2 separate regions of the Mus musculus genome follow, and region 1 is linked to region 2. Evidence: chromatin contacts called from public HiChIP or PLAC-seq data. All regions are on one chromosome and are shown on one strand. The core of a region is the stretch at or near the end of the contact, and the rest is flanking DNA. Distances in the headings are between cores, read along the strand shown.

The links. HiChIP or PLAC-seq counts read pairs in DNA pulled down with a chosen protein or histone mark.
Region 1: a contact with region 2 is called in an HNF4G HiChIP or PLAC-seq map of pancreatic cancer cells. The contact joins the promoter of Elovl7 here to the promoter of Zswim6 in region 2. A contact is called at or near these places in 3 of 484 Hi-C or Micro-C datasets (all in embryonic stem cells) and 2 of 115 datasets of contacts at active chromatin or transcription factors (memory CD8 T cells and pancreatic cancer cells).

Annotation. Positions count from the first base shown.
Region 1 is chr13:108,212,720-108,216,464 of GRCm38.p6, reverse strand. It overlaps Elovl7 (ELOVL family member 7, elongation of long chain fatty acids (yeast)), which reads right to left and starts at 2,061. Exons shown (of 8, transcript NM_029001.5): 1 at 1,965-2,061.
Region 2 is chr13:107,888,000-107,891,819 of GRCm38.p6, reverse strand. Zswim6 (zinc finger SWIM-type containing 6) reads left to right here and starts at 1,756. Exons shown (of 18, transcript NM_145456.3): 1 at 1,756-2,216; 2 at 2,218-2,226; 3 at 2,229-2,234; 4 at 2,237-2,239; 5 at 2,242-2,423. The coding sequence starts at 1,771.

The DNA of each region.
Region 1 (3,745 bases), core at 812-3,311, 320 kb before region 2:
GTGTATTGACTGAGGATGGGGCTCAGTTTGGTTCGATGCTTATCTAGCAGGCATAAAGCCTCCGGTTTCCCTCTCCAGCACTGAATAATACTGGAAATGGTGGCACATGCTTATAATCCCAGCAATTCAGAGGTTAGAGGCAGGAGGATCTGAAGTTTAAGGTCATCCGAGGCTACACAGAGAGTTCGAAGCCAGCCTGGAATACACGAGACCTTGTCTCAAAATAAATAAGAGGGAAAAGAAAGGTGGGTATGATGAGTGATAGTATGTGTTCGCTTTGGGAAAGAGGAAGTGTGGTGAAGAGCGATGGGAGGGGTGCAGGCTGAGACTGACAAAGGCAGGAGAGATCTGGAGAGAGCTGGATAAATCCATAATTGGGGTTAGGGAGTGGTAGCAGGAGGCGGGATGGCTGAGATTTTGCATCTTGGTGACTAGGTTAATGGTGGCGGAAACCATCTTCTACGGGAGCGTTGGGAAGGCCTGGGGCACAGAAACGGAGTATTATAACGTCTCCTCAAAGATATTAGACTCAACTGAATACACAGGGCCCCTGGATTGTAATTGAAGTTAAGTAGACTTGAAAAATGAGGTTTTAGGAAGTCAACCTGTCAATCTAATTTTTTATCTTTTAAAGATATCTATCTTATAAAGGGCTGGGCACGTGTGGTTCACACCCCGTAGCAGGGAGACAAGAAGAGGGATCAAGAGACTGATATCAGCTTTAGCTGCTACAGTAAAAAACAAACAAGGAGGAAAAGGGGCCAGAGATTAAGTGTCCCGGGCCTGATGCTTGAACCTGCATAGTGCTTAGTAGCAGTAAGAACCAAGAACTCTGGGTTCATCAGACTAGCAGAGTGGCCAAGAGCTCCTGGCTGGCTGGAAGCCAAGCCCCAAACTGAAAACAATATCTACTTGAAGACTGACAGGGTTAAGCTCTCAGTGTCAGGCACACAGCACTGGATAAGCATCTGCTATGGGGTAAAGGGAAAGGGATTTTTTTTAAACCTAGTCCTCGATGACCTTGGGGAGAACAATTTCCCCCGAACAAAAACTGCAAATTGTAAACCACAAGCGCAAAGTACGGCGGCGGCGGCAGTCACTAAAGAGGATGAGTTTTATACAAGAAACGCAAAACAGGAGTGAGTGGAAGAAAAGATGACTTGGGAGCTCGGAGCTGAGAGAAAACGCTCATGGGCAGCTTCAGGGACAGGAGGGAGTTCAGTAGGCAATCGCCGGGTCTCTGAAACTATTGTTCAGTGGGAGTGGGACTTTTGTGCCTTGCTGCCAGCCGGACCGCTCCCACCCCGAGTTCCAGTTAGTCCCCAAAGGCGCTCCTCTGAATCCGGTAAGTTTGAATCAGCGAGGGCTGATAAGAAAGAAAGGCCCACTTCACACCACAAGACACCTAGGCGATAAATGACAGGAGTTGCCACTCCGTCTCCAGAACGACCTGTTCCACAGCCGTGGACTCATCCTCCCTCCCTGGCCCGCAGCAGTCACCGGGACGGGATGCTGTTCCCGGAGCCAAAGAGACAGCGCCCTGAGTTCCCTCGGGCAGGCGGGACGCACCCAGAAGCAGGAAGAAGGGATAGCTGGTTTGTGAAGAGGAGTCTGGGAAGCCAGGACCCGGAGCCGAGAAAGTGACCTCCGCGGTCCAAGGTCGAGCAAGACCTTCCCTCCTTGAGTCTCAACCGCAGCAGCTCAGCACCCCATGCCCCGGAGGGCCCCGATCTTCCCTAGGGGTACAGGGCTCCAGGGCTCCGGGAGGCACAGGTGAGCGCGGCGCGCCCGACCAGCGAGCAGCACCGCCAGGAGGGAGGCCCTGCCCGGCCCCACGCCGCTTCCTTTCCCGTGCGACCCCCAGGGGCTCGACCCCTTCGGCTCGCGCGTCCTTCCCCCGCAGCCCTCCGCGCCACCCCCGAAAGCCTCGCCCAGTCTGCTGGGGCCCGCAGCCCCGCACTCACCGCGCCGAGGGGCGAGCAGCGCGCGCGGGAGCCGAGGGCGGCGGCGGGCAGTGCGAGCGCAGCTCTCACAGCGGCCCCTGCTGCCGGGGCTGCGGACCAGGCTGCGAGGGGCGGAGGCGGTAGGGTGGCACCTGCCGGCTCTCCCAGCCCCGCGCGTCACCCGGGACCGCCCCCCGGCCCGCCTGCCCGTCGCCGCCAGGTGACGCCGAGGGGTGGGGTGTCATGCCAGCCTCTCCCGCTGCCGCCCTCGCCGCGGGTAGAGCCTGGCCCCGAGCAACCCAGGGTGCAGTAGGGGGCCGGTTCCCGTCCGCTCTACTGGTGCCCTTTCTTTCTGAGAGTGAATACCAACATCTGGATTCATCCGCATGCTTAACCAAAATACTATGGGAATTGTCGTCCTGCTTGACTCTAATGGATTACAGGACCGGTCGAGGGAGGGCGCGGCTGGAGGGAAGAAGGGATGAAGGAGAAATAGGTCTCTAAAATGGAGACCAGACCAGTAAAGATGCCCAAGCCAGATTTTGGCAGCTCGATCCCTTTTAATTATTAAGAATGAATTGTTGAAAAATAGGAGGCGCGGGGAGGCTTTTAGTGCAATGAAGAACAGACTGTATGCAACTTTTTTTTATGGTGATCAGAACAAGGAACAGAGTCTAGCAAACTCCCGTCTCCTTCACTGATTGATGGATTGGAATTGCTGAACTGGATGAATGTAGGCCTGTGCTTGTGCACTGGACTTTTTTTTTTTTTTAATGAGCTAGTCCTGTGTTTAGTTATGATCATAATAAACACTGTAACGATTTCTAAATCAAGCACAGGAAGGCAAAATGTAAGTCTAGAGGTATCTGCTTCTATAGCAAAACCTAAAACTAGAATTGATCTTTCAACTAGAACATCCCCTATCCTCCATCCCCCTCCTACACTCCCGAGAGTTTGCCTTCCCTGTGCGGACTGCCTCACCACATGGGCTCTGCTTGCTCTAGAGTTCCTAGCCTAGAATCAGGGTAAGAAGTCTCTTGACAAGTAGAGACCTTGCATAGGGAAAGCAAAAACAAGCAAGCAAGACAGCCTTCCATGACCCAACCCTAGAACATTGAAAATAAGGTTTCAGTGTCTACCTAAAACTCTGGGCACTCCCACTGAATAGTCAAGGAGACAGCAACTCCCAAAGGACAGAAGTTCAAATGCAAATTAAGACGCTGAAGATATCTTCTACTGGAGATGTAACTTGGTGGTAGAGGGCTTGCCCGGCTTGTGCAAGTTCCTGAGCTCAGTGCTTTACATCAATCAAAAAACAAACTAATGAATCCTTGTTTATGCTCTTCTTTCATGTTACAAATAAGTTGTTTGGTAGATTTGGAAACGCCTTAAAAATTAGAGACAATTGTCACATGCCTGTCACTGTTTCTGTCTGTATAAAATTTCAAACATGCAAGAGCCTAATTAGATTCATTTAATTAGATTTAAGACCTATTTAATGCTGTTACCCCCACCCCACCCCACCCCACCCCAGGATCTAAAGATCCAGCAGACAACCAAAACAAACTAAAAATGTTCTGTCTTTTCAGGGAGGGAACTTTCAGTCTAACCAGAGCTTACAATAAAGTTAATACATAACCAGGTCAGGAAAAAAAAAATGTGTTCAGGTCCTGACAAGCACCACGGGAAGGGGAAGGGCATGGGGATTTTTGAGGGGGGATGGGAGGGGGAAGCTTCATTGTTGAAGGCCTCTGTGAAAGGAGCCTTTTGCATCTCGTGTTTTTGAGATTCACTATGCAGCA
Region 2 (3,820 bases), core at 507-3,006:
AATTTTCCTAACAAGCAGCTATGGAAAGTCTGCCAGCGTCCTGTCTCCAGGGACTTCTAGCCTGGGGCTCCCGATGCCCGACATGGATCACGTCCAATGTCTCGGGCGGCCTTCGCTTTGAGTGGGCAATTTTCTTTACAACGCCGACGCGCGTAGTTGCTTTAAATTCAGACCAGGTAGGCAGTGGGGAGTAGCCAATATGCGAAAGTGTCAGAGGAGCTAGGGCTTATCTCCAACAATAGGACAGTATCTCTAACACTGTTTACAGTAAAAACAGAAGGTGGAGCAAGAAGTCAGAGTGTCTAACGTGGTCATTAAGCCTGCGGCTTGGCTGAGATCTAACCAAGCTCTGCAGAGTGCGAAGAACAATGTCCGCAGGGTTCCCGGTTCAGACGGGGACTCGTTTCTCCGCCTCCGCTGGCGCCCGGGCACCGTCTCCCAGCGCTGCTCGCTCTCCTGCTGCCCTGCAGCGGGGAGGACCCGCCGGTCGGGCGCCGCCAATGCTGCAGGGAGCGCAGCGCGCGTCCGGAGCGCCAAGGACTCCAGGTCTCAGCCCCGCCGCAGATTCCAGAGCGCCCGCGGCTGTTGTCCGCCACCGGGCGGCCGTGAGCGACAACCGTCTCGCGTTGGAGAGTTTGCGCGATCCTCTCTGCCCGTGTGTGCGCTCTAAGTGAGCGGCCCGACCCCCTGGGTCTGCAGCAGGTCGCGGCAGAGGGCGACTGGGGCTCTGGGGTGAAGCCGGGCGGGCCGGCTTCTTGGCCCGAAGGACTGAAAGAGTGCGAGGGCGGGGCGGGGCAGGGCGGCGCGGCCGGCTCGGGACGCGCGTCCAGCGGCTGCGGGGCAGCATCCGAGCGCTGCGCGTGTCCGGGCGCTCGATCGACTCGGCTCCCTGGCGTGTCACCGGGCCGGAGCGAACCCGGGGCTCAGGGCTGGGTGCGCTGCAGTTACGCGGGGCAGCCGCGCCCCTTCCCCACCTGGGTCGGCGAAAAGTGAAGTGGAAAACAGTGGCTGAGCTCAGCCCTCCTCCCTTTCCCCCCTGCGCCGCAGCCACGGCCGAGGGTGGGGGAAGTTCGCTTCGCCGGGTTGGAAGGAAAGCAGGCGGCCTGGGCCGCGCCTCCCCCGCCTTCCTCTCGGCCGCGTCCCCGGGGCTTCACGCAGCATTTCTTTGTTTTGAAAGCGCCTCCTCCGCCCAGAGGCTTTTCCCCGCGGGGCCGGCTGACTGGGGGGTGGGGCATCGAGCAGTCGGCCCGCCCTCCATTTAGTCCGGAACCCTCCCCCCTCCCCGCCCCGCGGCGACCCACGAGGAGCGTCCACGCTCGGCGGACATCAAAAGGAGGCAGGGCGCTGGAGGGCTAAGTTGAGTAGACAGGGGGCGCAGAGACCCACCCACCCTTCCCCTTGGCAGACGGCCCGACCCCTCCCGCGGAAACCCCGCCTGAGCCCCGCCTCCCGCGTCACAGCAGCCTGACATTCTCACAGCCCACCGGGCACCCAACCCGGGTGCCCCCGCCACCCCCGTGTCCACGGAGCGCTCTATTTATGTTTCAGCCCAGTGATTTGCATAGGCCCCGCCCCCTCCCCTAGGTTCTCCCTATCGGCGCTCCTCCTCGGCGATGTCGTCACGGCCTAGGCCACACCTCCCGTGCCCCTACAAGGAGCGGCGGGCCCTAGATGGCAGCGTGGCGTCGCCACGGCGTGTGCGTGTCGCGCTTCCTTGTGCCGTTTATAGGGTCCCGGCACTTCCGCTGTCGGGTTAGAAGCGGCGCGGTCATGGCGGAGCGCGGACAGCAGCCTCCTCCCGCGAAACGGCTCTGCTGCCGGCCGGGCGGCGGCGGCGGCGGCGGCGGCGGTGGTGGGGGCAGCAGCGGCGGCGGCGCGGGTGGCGGCTACAGCTCTGCCTGTCGGCCCGGCCCGCGGGCGGGCGGTGCGGCGGCGGCGGCGGCGTGCGGGGGCGGCGCGGCACTGGGGCTGCTGCCGCCGGGCAAGACCCAAAGCCCCGAGTCTCTGCTGGACATCGCAGCGCGCAGGGTGGCGGAGAAGTGGCCGTTCCAGCGCGTGGAGGAGCGCTTCGAGCGCATCCCGGAGCCGGTGCAGCGCCGCATCGTCTACTGGTCCTTTCCCCGCAGTGAGCGGGAGATCTGCATGTACTCGTCCTTCAACACCGGCGGCGGCTCCGCGGGCGGCCCCGGCGACGACAGCGGCGGCGGCGGCGGGCGGCAGCACGGGCGCGGCGCGGCGGCGCGGCGGCTCCTCATCCTCGCCGGCCGCCACCTCAGCCGCCGCCGCCGCCGTCGCCGCGGGCACCGGGACCCCGTCGGTGGGGGCGGCCAGCGCTGCGGACGGCGGCGACGAGACGCGGCTGCCCTTCCGCCGGGGTATCGCGCTGCTGGAGAGTGGCTGCGTAGACAACGTCCTGCAAGTCGGTGAGTCACGGGGCTGCCGCGGGCCGTCGGTCCTTCGGTCTGTCCTCCTGTCCCTCGGGGGTGGGGGAGGGCAGGGTCTCCCCTCCGATCCCCTGGGCCGCCTCGGGTCGGGCGCGCGCGGTGCAGCAGCGGGCGACTCGGACGGTCCCCGGAGCGGAGCGCCCATTTCCTCCCGCTGGTCCCCGCCCCCGTCTCCCCGGACGGGCTAGCGCGAGTGGGAAATGAATCAGCAAGGACGCGCCCCTCGGTGGCGGGGTGGTGGGTGTCGGCGTCCCGGTCGTCTGTCCGGCAGGCTGAGTGCGGGTGTGCGGGGCGGGCGTGGACAAAGGCGCGGGTGGCCGCGGGGCTCGGGCTGGGGCGTGCGGCGCGGGGGAGGGGGCGCGGGCCGCAGACAATGCCGACCGGGGCGCTCGCTCTGCACTGCCCGGCTCGCGTCCTTTCTTCTGGCGCTGCTCCGCGCCCCGCGGTCCGAGGTGGGGTGGTGGCGATCCCTTCAACCCCGCTCGGCCACCGCTCCGCTCGGGGCTCCGACGGCCGGCCGGCTAGCCGGCCGGCCCCTCGTACTCAGGCTGCTTTAAGGTGTCTGCAACGAGCTCCGCGGCGTCCGCGTCCGGGTCCCCGAGCCACCCCGGCCGGCAGTGACGGCCGGCCGGGCCGCTGAGGGGCGCCGCTCTCGCTTCTCCGTCCCGTGAGGCACCCCGCCGCCCGACTTCTGCCTGAGCCCGGGGTTCGGGCGCGGTGCTGAGGGAGCGGGCAGCACCGCCGACGCTGTGACCCGCGGCCGGCGTCCGCACCGAGGGGCCCCGCGGCCCCTGCGCCCCTGCGCTGCTGCGCGCCCCGCACCTCCCGGCAGTTTGTTCTCCTTTCGGGTTTATTTGTGCCCCTTTCAATTTTCTGTCACCCTCCGAAAAGGGGAAAGCAAACAAAAGAGCCTCTTTATTTCTTTTCAGGGCTTGTAAAGTAGAAGATATTTGACAAAGGCGAGAGAAGGGCTTGTGATTTAAAGCTGCACAGCCCTTCTTTCTCTGACAGACCAGGAGAGTTTTCTCAAATCCCTCTGCCTTCCGCGGGGCTTTTCTTTTTCTTCTGATTAGATATCTTTTCCAGCCATAGTTACGGGAACGTTTGAACTGGATTGAAGTGAACAATGCTGCAGCGCAGCCTCCCTGTCCCCATATTTTTCCTCCGGATTGCTGAAGGCGTATTTTATAACCCCCCTCCCACACTGGTTGAAATTGTAGGGATGAACCCCGAAGCAAATGAATGAGGATTGATAGATTTGAAAGGCTGTGTCTGCCTCTGTCCGTCTCTCTCTCTCTCTCTCTCTCTCTCTCTCTCTCTCTCTCTTTTAACTTGTTCTTTTCTCTCTATGGTCCAATCTTTTTATCCTTTTCCTT